Linked DNA regions of Sus scrofa: all the other regions are linked to region 2. A link is a contact called in public Hi-C and HiChIP or PLAC-seq data. All regions are on one chromosome and are shown on one strand. Each heading gives the region's core, a stretch centred on a gene start, on an enhancer-like site or on the middle of the called end of the contact. The rest is flanking DNA. Distances are from core to core; before and after follow the strand shown.

Region 1 (4,405 bases), core at 593-3,092, 88 kb after region 2:
TTTTTTATGGCCGCACCCACCACATACGAGAGTTCTTGGGCCAGGAATTGAATCCGAGCCTCAGCTGTGACCTACGCCGCAGCTGTGGCAAATGCTAGATCCTTTAACTTGCTGCTCTGGGCCGGGGATCAAAGCCCCGCCTCCACAGTGATCCAAGCTGCTGTGGTCAGATTTTTAACCCACTCTGCCACAGGGGGAACTCCTCTACATGGTCTTTTCATGGGGGGTTTTATTCTAGGTATTTAATCAGGCACATGATTGCTGCTTCCCTTCCCTTCTTTATCTGGAAGAAAATAGGTCAAGCAAATTTTGGTAAACTGATACCTTTTCTGAACCTAGTGGCCAAAGTTTAGACAGGCTTTCATGTAACGAACAATTTAGGCATTTGGTTTTCTGAACGCTAATTTAGAGCTGGATCAGGATATCAGCAGGTTGCTTCCCACCCTATTTTAAATTGGATCATGGTATAACTTTGAGAAAATGACTACATTGTTTTCAAATAAGTCTTTTTTTTTTTTTTTTTCCAACCAACCAAGATCCTGTCCTTCCCAGACGTGAACACATTTGAGCAGCAGGCTTTCCTTCCATGTCTCTGCCTCCTTCTCCAAACTGCACAACAATAGATAACAACCCCACATCTGGATGCACCCTTGGGGGGCCACAGGAGAGTTGAGTTTGGGAGGAGAATCCAAGGGCACAGACATTCCAAGGGTGTTTCCTGGAAAAAAGGTCTTGGTTTTTCCTTCTTACAGAACCCAGCTCCTCCTGGAATGGAGGGCCCCTGTGGGTTGGAAAAAGAAGTTAGAGAAAATTTTTAAGGAACAAGGGACAAAGTGAAATAGAAAATTAGGAAATGATAGAGGATCTGGCTCTCTTTTCTGACTGCAAAATCTGTCTTGAACTTGCGAGTTTCTGGAAGAGGTGCGGGCTATTCCGCTCAATTTGTATCGTGGCTCAGCCTCCTCAAGAGTGGTTATTGCCCTGGAGGATGCTGGCCTTTTTTTTCATTCTTTTTTTTTTTTTTTTTTTATCATTATTCTTGCTTATTGCATCACTGTGAGCCACAGGCCTCTTTGCCCTTCCCTAGGTTTTCTAAGAATTGAAAGAAGTTTTTATAATTATGACATCAATTAGAGGTTATTCAGAAATTGGAAAGGAATCCAAATGTACACATCTCCGGATAGTTTAGTTTATTCTTATAAAGGGCAGGGATGCAGAAAATGCTTTGTTTATTGAGAAAATTCCAGGTTTGGGCAACATTCCATTTTAGAAGTCTTTTCTTGAAAAATATGCAGACTTAAGCTAAATGTACAATCCTAGCTTTTAGGAGCACTTCCTTCCTTAAATTGAACATTCGCCAGCTGCATAGATCACAACTACGGCTGGGATCTGATCCCTGGCCCAGTAACTTCATATGCCACGGGGTGGCCAAAATTTTTTTTTTTAAAAGCGCTTCTGCCTATGTGGCTCTTTTTTCAGGTTTATTTAAATAGAGACGAGAATTAACTGTATTTCAACAGTGATCAGAAAGACAGATTTTTTTTACTTGCAAAAGACAATCATAATTATGTAAGGTAATAAGTCACAGGAAAAATTATCCCCTTGAGTTCATTTGCATATGAAAGGCACACACATTCATTTGAAAAGGCCTCTCATTACACTTGAAAGGCAGAAATGGGGGTTAATGCTAAAATACTGAATTCTAATGACGCTCTCTCCGGCTTTTGTTCCTGGCTTTTACTGCACAGCGGGCCCCAGGCCGCACGCTGGGCCAGAAGCAAGCCAAGCCTCTTACTCCCAAGTCAGGGCCTGGCATTCCTGCCGCCAAGGGGCAGTCGTTTTCATGCAAGCGGTTTCTTTTCCCGCCGCTGCCCCAGCCGCTGGGCTAGGTCCTGGCTGCTCTGGCGTCTCCTTGTATCCAATTGCCAGGTCTCCCTCTGAAGCGCCCACTCAACGTGGGCCCTTTTATTCTCCTTTTTGCAGAGTCCTGTCTTCGCAGCAGCGGAGGCTCACCCAGCATGGCTTCCAGATGCTTCTCCCTTTCGCCCCATCGAGACGTTTCTCACCATCTCAAGTCCGCACCTTCAGGATGCCAGTTTAGAAGCACCATTTGCCTCGCGCGCCACCGTCTGGCCTAAAGGGGAACGACCTCTGCCCGTGGCTGAGGATCAGCTTTGAAAAGGGCTAATGTGGCATTTCTAGTTTTTGTCCAATATCTGTCCTTACCCATTTTCTGTAAAGTGACTGTGATGGATATTCTCGCTTACTAATGAAGGCAGTTTTCCTCTATACATTCCTCTTGCAATAGTTTGGGTTTAGAGATACTGAAATAAGAACCTATACCGTCAACTAAAAATCATATAAATTGCATCATTTATAAAGCAATTTGTGGGCAGGATACAATATGCTTTGGTGTCTTAAAAATGCAGTAACACAATCATGCAGGCAATACTCTTTTCTCACCCATAGTCTCATAGATTGTGTCTACGGCAGGGTAGGTATAAAGGGAAATAGTTCACCCTTCCCGTGGCTCCTGGCATCCCAGCTCCTTGGTGGCCAGGTCACAGTGCTGATTCTACAGACCCAGGTTCCAGAATGAACTGGATTGGAAGGTTTTAAAAAGTGTGTACACCGGATGGCATGTGTGTTTGTGTGTGTGTGCACATGCTTTGTGAGCTGACCCCCTGGGCTGCTAAAAGGAAATTTAGGAATTCTATTTATACTTTTTTTTAATCTCATACTTCAACATTTACATTTTATAATGTACATAAACTTATTAGAACAGTTGTCCTATATCATTTACAAATTAGTATTTTAATTTGGGGGAGGGTCTTTTTTTAGGGGCACACCCATGGGCACATGGAGATTCCCAGGCTAGGGGTCAAATCTGAGCTGCAGTCACCGCCCTATGCCCACAGCCACAGCAACATCAGATCTTAGCCGTGTCTGCAGCCTACATCACAGCCCATGGTAACACAGGATCCCCAACCCACTGAGCAAAGCCAGGGATTGAACCTGCATCCTCATGGATGTTAGTCAGATTTGTTTCGGCCGAGCCACAACAGGAACTCCACAAATTAGTATTTTAAAAGGTATTAAGCACAGCAAAGAAAATCATGGACTTGGAGAATAGACTTGTGGTTGCCAAGGGGAAGGGGGAGGGAGGGGGGTGGTTGGGGAGCTTGGGGTTAATTGATGCAGACTGTTGCCTTTGGAATGGATGAGCAATGAGATCCTGCTGTGTAGCCCTGGGAACTATGTCTAGTCACTTAGGATGGAGCCTGATAATGTGAGAAAATAGAATGTGTACATGTATGTGTAACTCAGTCACCATGCTATACAGTAGAAAAAAAAATGTATTGGGGAAATTAAAAAAATTAAAAGATATTAAAAATACAGAGTAAGAAATGCTTAATTGGAGTTTCCATTGTGGCTCAGGAGGTTAAGAACCTGACATAGTGTCCTTGAGGATGTGGGTTCGATCCCTGGCCTCGATCAGTGGCTGAAGAATCCAGCACTGCCGCAAGCTGCAGCATAGGCCACGGATGCAGCTCTGAGCCAGCGTTGCTGTGGCTGTGATGTAAGCCTCAGCTGCAGCTCCACGTTGACCCCTTCTATGTGCCTTAGGCAGCGCTGAAAAGGAGAGAAGAAAAGTAAAGAGGAAGAAATGATTTGTGGATAAAAGTTTGTGACTAAAATGCATTCACATTTTAAATGCCTAAAAGCGCATTGAACTTAAAGATGGTCTCGGCATGGCCCTAACTGGCACTGCAAGGCAGCATAACAGATGCCCAGGCAGCTGGAATAGGGTCTGGGCTGCAGATGGTTAACCAGCCTCTCCCTCTAGGTGGGGGACCAGAGTGAGGTTAGACTCAAAGGAGATTCGGAATCGGCTTCTGTCAGGCTCATTATGAAACCTGAACGTCATTTCACATCTGTGAGGTTTCTCTTCTGCTAAACTAGTGTGGAAGGAGAATTAGCTCAGCCTTGGACACCAGGTGGGGTGGGTGTGTTGAGAATAATCAGTGATCGGGAGCTTGGGCTCAGCTTAAGGTGTTCACAGTTAAGTCCAACGTTCACTTGAACTGAAGAATGATGTAAAAGTTCAAAATACAAGAGTAAATGGAAAAGATCTGTGGACTAAAAAAAAAACTACAACCTGAAAGTTGAGAGTTAAATTTTGTTTTTTGTGTTTTTTGTGTGTGTGGGTTTTTTTTTTTTTTTTTTTTTTTTTTACCTGTTTAGGGCTGCACCTGTGGCATATGCAGGTTCCCAGGCCGGTCTATACCACAGCCACAGCAACCCTGGATCCGAGCCTTGTTTGTGACCTACACCAAGTCGCAGCTCACGGCAACAACGGATCCTTAATCCACTGAGTGAGGCCAGGTATCAAACCCGCATCGTC
Region 2 (4,394 bases), core at 1,466-3,965:
CAGGGGAATTTTCGTGGTTGCCAGTGGAGGCTGGAAGCTTAGACAATAAATAAGAGTGGGGGGTGAGGGTGGGGGTTGGGAGGAGGGATGGTCCTGGATCAAAAGGGATCAGGTTTGCTTAGAATCTCCCCTTGATGGATCGGACGGTGTCCTCCACAGGCCCTTAAGATCAGTACTCACTACGGATGATCGCTGCCCTGGCTAAGGGCTCAGCCTGAGCTGGACGATCCCACCAGCCCAGCTGGCTGAAAGGCCTGAGCCCTGAGAGGTAGATGTAACCTCTCACCGCGAGGCAACAAAGATCCAGAGACCTCAGGTGCCTGGCGCAGGAGGACGCAGCGACAGCAGGGGCATCGAAGGGGCACTGCGCAGACCCAGTCCCAGGCCGGTGATGGCCTTCCCTCCTTCGCTCCTCCAGGAGCCCAATTAACCCGAGGGATGCGGCCGGGGCCCTTCTCCCAGCTCATCAAAAAAAAAAAAAAGCAGCGATGGCACCCAAGTCTCATTAGACAAGGTTCCTGCTCGTGAGACTTTACTACCTGAAATGCTCCTTAAGGTTCATGGAACTTTCTGCCATTTATCTGGGTCGACTACGTCCTGTCACCTGCTGATGACATTCACAAGCTTCAAACAGGAGCCGAATGAAAGGATGTGGACAGTTATCCATCTTCTTCGTCCAGTTTTATCCCACACTTCAGCTTCGCAGAGAATGGACGTGGAGGGCAATGGACTAAGCCTCGCCTGGTTTTTGTGTACAAACACCAGGAGGAAAGGCAGTCTACCCCTCCCACACAGAGAGCTGTAATTACTAGCTACAGAATAGAATTCTTTTGTTGTCCAGCTTTTAATTTGTTTTGTAAAAACCATGTAGAATCAAAGCGCGCTACCAATGGTTTCTGGCAGACACATAACTAATCAAATTTAAGTTCCCGTCTTTGACTCCACGAGGCCAGTCAAGGTGGCAGACAGGCCAAGTTTCTCCACATCCTAAGTCAATTTCACATTTAGGTCTTTTGGGGGGGGGGTGCCCTCCTGATTGTTGCCTTTGAACTACAACAACACAAACGGGAAATGGCAGCCACGAAAGGGCTGAGAAGGATAACATTTTTAAACAAGCAAAACTTGCCGGCCAACGGTACCCTCGGGGGACAAGTGATTCCTTCTGCGAGATTAGAACACGGGTTTGTATTTCGGTAAATTTGAGGAGAAAAGAAAAGAAAAAGAAAACCTCAAAACGCACTTTCGAAGATTGATTTGCTTTTTCCTTTGAAGGTTATCAATTTATAGAGTCAGGAATGACTAATTCCCGAAATGAGTGTTCAGCTATTTTCCTGCAGGACCCAGAGCGCTAACATTTATTGTACTGTGATATTATTCAGAATTTTAATAAACCTTAACTGGGAGATTTCTCTCTCTGATCGGCGGTGGTGTGGGCAGGCACAGGGCGCACAGGCGCTTCCACTGTGCGGAACAAACATCATCTCTCAGTGGTAAATTAAAATAAATTACCTCTCAATCCAAAGGGGGGACTGGCTCACTTCTTTACTTTCTAAATAAGTCGCACGTCAACTACTATTTTAGGATACCCTATAATTGAATACAGGATAATATAAAAAAATCTCTTGTGCTTTAAAAAACACACACGCACAATCGCTGTTACCTCTTCATCTAAAATGCTGTAAGAACCGGGAAAGGCAGCTTGGCGCACCTACATCCCCACTTCCGACTGGCTCCCCAGGTTCGCCTAGCAGGACCGAGGGCCCGAGATATAGAGGACCTGGGGCGCCCACGGGGGTCTCGCTCGAGCGCCAGGACCCTCCCGGCGCCTCCCTCGCCCGCCGCCCCGGCCGGGCCCTGGACGTGGCGGAGCAGGTGACCGGGGGGTTGGGATCCGCCTGTTTTCGGGGATCCGTAGCTTCCAAGGTGTTTCATGCGCCCCTAGACCCCGATCTGCCCGGGCCCGGCGCCCTCCAGTAAGTCACCCACAAACCCGGGCGCGCCGGGGCCCCTCCGACACCCTCTCCGGCGTCCCCCAGCCCCTTCGCGATATCAGGTCTCCCAGGCGCCCACTGGCAAGGGCCCCCCACCACGCCCGCGTTTCCTTTTAAGACAAAAGCAAGTGAAACAAGTCGGCGCGCCCCGCCCGCCCCAGCCGGCTCGGCGACCCCAGAACCGCGGCCCAAGTTCGCAGCCGGCTCCGCGCGTCATCGCCGGGCCCACTCCGCGCCCCACTTGCCGCCCCCAAAGCCACTGGGCCATCCATACCACGAGCTGAGCGGATCGGATCTCAGAAGCGCGACCCCTGGATCCTAGGAATAGCCGCCACCCCTCCGGGACCCCGGCTGCGCCCTGGGATCCGGCTCTCCGCGCCACCCACGTCCTCCACGCCGTTTCTGGATCCCTCGGCAGAGGAACCGGGGCCCGGAGGGCGCTCCCCGCCGGACCTGCCGGACCCTGGCCGCCCACCCGGCCCGACCCTGCTCTTACCGCGCCGCTTCGGGCAGGGCGGCCGGCGACTCGGGGCCCGGACTCCTCGGTGCGCGCCGGGGAGGGCGCGGGCGGCGGGGCCGGGACGCGGGGAGGGCGCTCGGCAGGCCTGAGCCGGCAGGGAGCGGCGGGCGGCGGGCTCCGGGAGCTCAGGGCTGGGGCGATACCGCGCTCCGCGCCGCCGCTGGAGGAAGTAACTGGCCGGTCCCCTTCGCTGCGCGCTCTTCAGGAGCCGGGGGAGGACGGAGGAGGGAGGGGAGGCGACCGCGGGGAGGGGAGGAGGGGGGCGGGGGAGGGGAAAGGCGAGAGGGGAGGGGAGAGGGGAGGAGATCGGGAGGGGAGGGGTGGGGGTGGAGAAGGGAGCAAAGTCGCGAGAGGGCGGGAGCAGGGGAGGGGGGAAGCCGAGGGGAGGGGAGCGGAGTGGAGGCGGGGGGAGGAGAAGAGCAGGGGGCGGAGCCAGTCCTTCCAAGCCCGGCCTCGCTCGGCGCCCGCTGTCACTGGGCTCTGTCCCTTGCCTGCGGTTCGGGGGGCCGTGGTGGGCCGGGGACCCCGAGGACTCGAGCCCTGTGTGTGTCCCGGGAGCTCAGAAGGAGAGTCTTTCTTTGGTTTCTTCCGCTGGTGCGGAGACTTTAACACCAAAACCTGTCCTGGCAGGACTGGAGCAGTGCTGGTGCCACCGAGCGGCCACAGGGCTTGGGTCATAAGGGACTATTTCTGGCCCAATTCTTGGACCTCTTCGTGGACTTCTGACTCTTCTGTCCTGAAAAGACACTAAAAGACATGATAGACGTACAAGGTGGGCCCTTTTCTGGGTCACAGAGCGCCCCTCTGCTCCGGGAAGCCCTGTTCCTACCGCCTCCGAGGAAGTGGCGCCCCCTAGAGTTGAGCGGTGTCTTAGTAGGAACCAGCCTTTGAAAGAGCTTCCCTGGGCTCATTCTCAGGATAATTGTCCTCACATTAAACATGAGGGAATGGGCCCTTTGGGTAAATAACTTGCCGAGTCATAGGACGTGTGAGTGGGAAATTCAGGGTTGAAACTCCAGGCTATCTGACTTCCAACTATGGTCAAAACCGTCACCCTTCCCCCCCAGAGTTTCCATTTTTAGCAGGAGATACTTGAGTCCATGGCTAGAAATGCACACATTTCCTATTCAGATTCCGGTCACATTCTCAGTATTTATTTATCTATTTATTTATTTGTCTTTTCTCTCTTTTTCACGGCACCGGCGGCATATGGAGATTCCCAGGCTAGGGGTCCAATCGGAGCTGTAGCTGCCAGCCTATGCCAGGGCCACAGCAACACTGGATCCGAGCCGTGTCTATGACCTACACCACAGCTCAGGGCAATGCCGGATCCTCAACCCACTGATCGAGGTCAGGGATGGAACCTGCGCCCTCATGGATGCCAGTCAGGTTCGTTAACTGCTGAGCCACGACGGGAACTCCTTGGAGAAATATTTAGATGCCCAGGGGTGGATAGAAAATACAATAGCTCAGCTTAGGCAAGGCCAGGGACTGCAGTGCTGTGAAGGGAGAGAGGAGCAGCCTCCCTTCTCTGTTACCAAGGTTCCCGGTTTCCATGGCAACCCTAACTCCGGAGTCATCTGGATAATTGAGATACTATTGTGCCTTAATGTTTCCAGGTACCTGAGGGTCTCCAGGTATCATCATTACGTGGGTGAGACAGGGTCTGTGGAGGCTCAAAAAACCCGGTGCTGAGAGGGTTTGTATTTACAGCAGGTTGAATTGATTCTGATGGTCTCTCTGTGTATATTCAGGCCTGGATCAGAAACCACTGATAGGTCAAGAAGGAGGTTCATAAATGGAATACAGATCCATAGTAAGTTACCATGGAGATGCAAAGAGTATGCTACTTTTTTTTTTTTTTTTTAATGGTAGCAGAAAAT
Region 3 (4,640 bases), core at 1,693-4,192, 81 kb before region 2:
TCATTTTCTGAAGGCAGCTATTCCCTACTGAGCCTCATTTAATTGAGAAAAAAAAAAAAAAAAAGAAAGAGGAGAAGCAGCAACTTAGATCTTTATGACTTTTTTTTTTTTCTCTTTTTTGGCCTGGAGGCAATGTAATCAAATGAGGGGTGGGCGGGAACAATGAGGTGGGTGGTCTGAGAATCAATGCCTTAACTGTCCTCTGCCTCTGGATGGAATGTACTGGAAGGAAGTCGTATACACGTTTAATGATGTGTTTGTTAGGATTCGTTAGCCCCTGTGACTGTTGGGGCTGCTTCTTGAAAGGCATGCTTTTTTAGGGAAAGGGAAAAAAAAAAAAAAACAAAACCCTCCTGGGTTGGGGGAAAAAAATAAGCTTTGCCAAAACCTCCACTCACACTCTGCAGGTTGCCCGCTGCGGGGCTCTGGCTACAGGGACAGAGAAAGGGGAGACCCCACTACCCATAAACAACGCGTTGCACAACCTAAGGAGGAAGCACCGGTCTGGTCTTGGGGATGGGGCCCCTTCTGGAGGTTTCCGGTCTGGCTGCGTAAATGTGGCTTCTTTCCTTCAACACAGTGGGTGGCAGTGGCTCAAGGTAATGGCGTTGTCCCTAATACTGCCCTTGTCACTTGACCGCTACGCCATTCATCGGATGCTGTCTTCAAAAATGTAAATGTTAGGAGTTCCCCTGTGGCTCAGCAGGTTAAGGACTCCATGTTGTCTCTGTGAGGATGCCGGTTTGATCCTTGGCCTCATTCAGTGGGTTAAGGATCTGGCGTGGCCACAAGCTGAGGCGTAGGTCACAGATGTGGCTTGGATCTGGTGTTGCTGCGGCTGTGGTGTAGGCTTCAGCTGCAGCTCTGATTCAACCTCTAGCCTGGGTACCTTCATATGCCAAGGGGGGGACCCTACAAAAAATTAAAAAAGAGTGTAAATGCTTCTGGGAAGATATTCTGGGCAAGCTTTGCAAGAGGATCTATAACACCCCAGTTTCTCTGAGGGCGCCTCCTAGTGCACACGTTGCCAGCTGAGTCTGTGTCTGATGACTTAACACTCTGGCCACCCCTTAAGGCACATGCTGGGCTGCCTAATGTCCCTCCCCTAGAGATGCCCTAGTCCCCAGAACCTGTGAATAGTTTCCCTTACATGGCAAAAGCGTGATTAAGGATCTTGAGATGGGACATTAGCCTGGATCATCCAGGTGGGACCTAAATGCCATCACAAGTGCTCCAAAATGTAGATGGGGTGGTGGTGGGGGGGTTGACACGGAAGAGAAGGCCGTGATGGCAGAAGCAAGATGCTACACCACTGACTTTGAAGCTGGAGGAAGGGACCACCAACCAAGGACCTGAGGGAAGCAGCTCTGGATGCTGGAAAAGGCCAGGAAAGAGATGCACCCCAGTAGCCCCAGGGCAGAGCACAGCCCAGGGAAACGGGTTGGGGATTTCTGGCCTCTAGACTTGCCAGAGCCTATATTGCATTGTTTTAAATTTCCAAGTTAGCGGTAGTTTGTTACAGCAGCAAGTAGAAACTAATACCCCAAGCTAAATGACTTCTCTGTAATGAGGCCCTCCTGCCTGATGGTGATCAGAGACCCAACTGCTTCTCAGCCAGGGTCCACAAAGGAGATGGAGGCTCTGGGTGGCAGCCTGCATGGAAGAATTTCTGCTGCATTAGCCAGCCCGGGCTGCCGAAACAAAGTACTGTACACCCGGGGCTTAAACAGCAGAAGGTTGTTGTCTTGTAATTCCGGAGGCTGCAAGTCTAGATCGAGGTGCTGGCGGTGGTTCCTCCCGAGGCCTCTCTCCTTGGCTTGTAGATGGTGTCTCCCCCTACCCACCCCCACTCCCCACCCCCGGTCCTCCCACGGTCATCCCTCTGAGTGCGTTTGTGTCCCCATATTAGGGACCAGTCCTATTGGATTAAGGCCCATGTGACTCCCTTTTATCTTCATTATCTCTTGTCAAGATCCCATCTCCAAATGCAGTCAGCTTCTGAGTTACCAAGGGTTAAGACTTCAGCATCTGAAGCTGAGGGGGACACGGTTCAGCCCATAGCACAGTGGTCTGGAATGATATTGCCGTTATCTATATCCACATAAAGATGCTTTCAGACACACCCCTGCTTACAATTTGGGCCCGTGTATAAAAGGCAGAAGAGCCCAGAAGTGGAAATCCGTGGTGCCAGGAAGTTCTGCCAGCTTGAAGCCCTGCATCCAGGTCCTTTTCACGGGGAGGACCTAGCGGGGTGTGTCCCAGCTGCTGGACGCTCTGAGCAGCCCCCAGCCCAGGGGTCTCTGCCTGCCCATGTCTATGGCCCTGGCCCACTCCGGGACTTCTCCTTCTGATGCTCAGCAAACCGCACTTCGCTGTCCACGAGGCACCCGTCAAACATTCGGAAAACCCACCCCACAGACTGAAATAGAAACTCATTTGTTTACCGGAGTGTGACAAAAGGAGGGAGGTATTTAATTTTGGAAGGAGCTGAGCCAGCTTTTTTATCGGTCTTTTTTTTTTTTTTTTTTTTGGCCATGCAGGCGGCACACAAAAATTTCAGGGGGCCAGGGATTGAACCCAAGCTACTGCAGTGACAAGTGACAGCGCCAGATCCTTAACCGCTGCACCACGGGGGAACTCCAGGGTTTTTTTTTTTTTTTTTCCTGGCACAAAATCCTGCCTAGTAAACTCCCAAAATGGGCTTCCTTCTTACCCACCCACCCACATTTTGGATGGGCTCATTCTCTGTGGTTAGGGGGCGCCATGTACACTGTGGGGTGTTGGCAGCATCTCTTCCCTTAGCATTTGATGCCAGGGGCACCTGCTCCACTTGTGCCAACCAAAAATGTCTCCAAACATGGCCAGGGTCTCCCGTGAGAAGGACTGATGTGAATAAACCGCAGAGAAAAACAGGAAGGGTGGAGGGCGTGGCCAGTGTCCTGGCTTTGCCCTCTTTGTTGAGACTACGATAAGCTGTGGGCAGTGTGTGGATAATGGCTTGGAATGTTTAAGGTGGAGGAGGGACCAGCAGAGAAGGTAAGTGTCCCCCTCAGCCGTGGTAAGGGGGACAGGAGGCCAGTTCTTTGGCTGTTGAATCAGACATCTCCTCCACTGGCCCCCTGGGTGGCTTGGGGCTGCAGGTGACAACAGAGGGACCTCAGAGAACAGGTGGCGTCTTCGCCCTCCTCCTTGTTACCGAGCAGGACCCCGCGAGGCCTCCCCAGAGTGGAGCCCCACTCATGTCCTCCACCTGCCTTTTTATAAAAAACTTTAGTCACAGAACCAATTTAATCAGAGAAGCAAAAAAAAAAAAAAACCCAAAAAAACAACAACAAAAAACAACAACAACAACAACAACAACAAAAACAGAGAAAAAAGAAACAGCAATAATAACTTAGCCATTCAACAAAGTCAAGGACCTTTGGTTCTTCTTCAAGGACCATAGATAATATTCTGAGCTGTGTCCTTGGGGCTATCTGGCAGGTGCTGAAGCACCCACCAGGTGGAAGAAGTTAACTGTGTGCTGCCCACAAGCACCTAGACCCCAGACCCACTGGAACCAGAAGGTTGATGACGTGGACGCCCAATGACCTCACCACCAGCCAATCAGGAAAGAGTCCATGAGCTGACCACGCCCTGCTCCCAAACACTATCAGACTCCTCACTGCCCCCTCCAAGGTGTGGGGGGGCACAGTCCTTGAGGCACTCGCCTGCTGTGCCCCCTCTTTGCCTGGCAGTTAAAGCTACTTTTTCGGTTTCCTCCAACTCTGTCCCTGCGTGTCTGTTTGGCGTTGGTGTACAGAGTGGCGGAGATTTCTGCCACCTCTTCTCCTAGGATACTCTGGGGGTGCTGCCCACATCTGTAAACTCTGCCCCCGGCACATGCCGCCCTCCCTCAGCTCGTCATGCATACTTCCGGACTCAGGGCCTTTGCACAGATGCTTCACCCTCACCCGAAGCTTTCCTCCTGTTTTTGCTCTCTGAGGTCTCAGCTTGGCTGTAGCTTCACCACCCATCTAAAACCACCCCCAGCCCTCCTGAGCACATTGCTTTGCTTTCTGTTCTTCACAGCCCTGTGTTTATCTGCAGAAGGAGATCTGGAGGCTCTCACTTGAAGCTTCGCCTGGGCTGCCCCTGCCGGCCTCCTGTCTTCTGGTTTTTTACAATCAACAGAGTTTGCAAAAGTTCAGGTCAAGCTCCGGCTGGCTGTTCTCCATTCCAGAGCAAGGGACGGCCCTCGGCTTCCCAACCCCATCCCTGGAGCACCAGAGCAGTCTTTTCCTAGCATGCTCTGGGGTCTGCTTGTTTATTTCTGTGCAAGACTCCAACCACCCCTGCCTTCCAGGACCACAAAGTGGGTACGTTGTTGGGAGGGGATCTCCTGTGGCTTATCCTAGGGCTTCCAGCAGGTTTCTCAACCTTCTTTCTTCCCAGATTTTAAAGGAGGGCAGGGAAGCACGGGGGAAGGCCAATAAACTGGCGTTCGAGATACCCATGCCCAAGTCATTTTCCTGCCCCATGAGAGCATGGTGCAATATGGCACCCAGCTTGGCATCTCAAATGGTGACAACCAGCCCCACCCAAGCCCCTTGCTCTTTGCACTGGATTTGCTCTGTATTATATGGCTGCACCCCCAGTTC

The links. Hi-C and Micro-C count contacts between places; a contact is called where the count stands out from the background. HiChIP or PLAC-seq counts read pairs in DNA pulled down with a chosen protein or histone mark.
Region 1: a Hi-C map of retroperitoneal adipose tissue shows a contact between it and region 2, with 2.4 times the contacts expected there. The contact joins the enhancer-like site here to the promoter of ETS2 in region 2. A contact is called at or near these places in 1 of 5 promoter capture datasets (liver), 20 of 47 Hi-C or Micro-C datasets (alveolar macrophages, brain, embryonic fibroblasts and 12 more) and 2 of 2 datasets of contacts at active chromatin or transcription factors (alveolar macrophages and skeletal muscle).
Region 3: an H3K27ac HiChIP or PLAC-seq map of alveolar macrophages shows a contact between it and region 2. The contact joins the enhancer-like site here to the promoter of ETS2 in region 2. A contact is called at or near these places in 1 of 5 promoter capture datasets (liver), 3 of 47 Hi-C or Micro-C datasets (alveolar macrophages, blood and liver) and 2 of 2 datasets of contacts at active chromatin or transcription factors (alveolar macrophages and skeletal muscle).

Annotation. Positions count from the first base shown.
Region 1 is chr13:202,373,553-202,377,957 of Sscrofa11.1, reverse strand. No RefSeq gene overlaps it. Among named protein-coding and RNA genes, the nearest start is that of ETS2, 89 kb to the left of the region's middle. Within about 2 kb of position 1,842, at least 33 of the 83 cell types and tissues checked have an H3K27ac peak or open chromatin away from gene starts, as enhancers often do. A contact at or near this core is called in alveolar macrophages, epiblast stem cells, liver and 3 more, where this site is marked.
Region 2 is chr13:202,462,662-202,467,055 of Sscrofa11.1, reverse strand. ETS2 (protein C-ets-2) reads right to left here and starts at 2,715. Exons shown (of 10, transcript XM_021070986.1): 1 at 2,488-2,715.
Region 3 is chr13:202,544,048-202,548,687 of Sscrofa11.1, reverse strand. No RefSeq gene overlaps it. Among named protein-coding and RNA genes, the nearest start is that of ETS2, 82 kb to the right of the region's middle. Within about 2 kb of position 2,942, at least 13 of the 83 cell types and tissues checked have an H3K27ac peak or open chromatin away from gene starts, as enhancers often do. A contact at or near this core is called in alveolar macrophages, where this site is marked.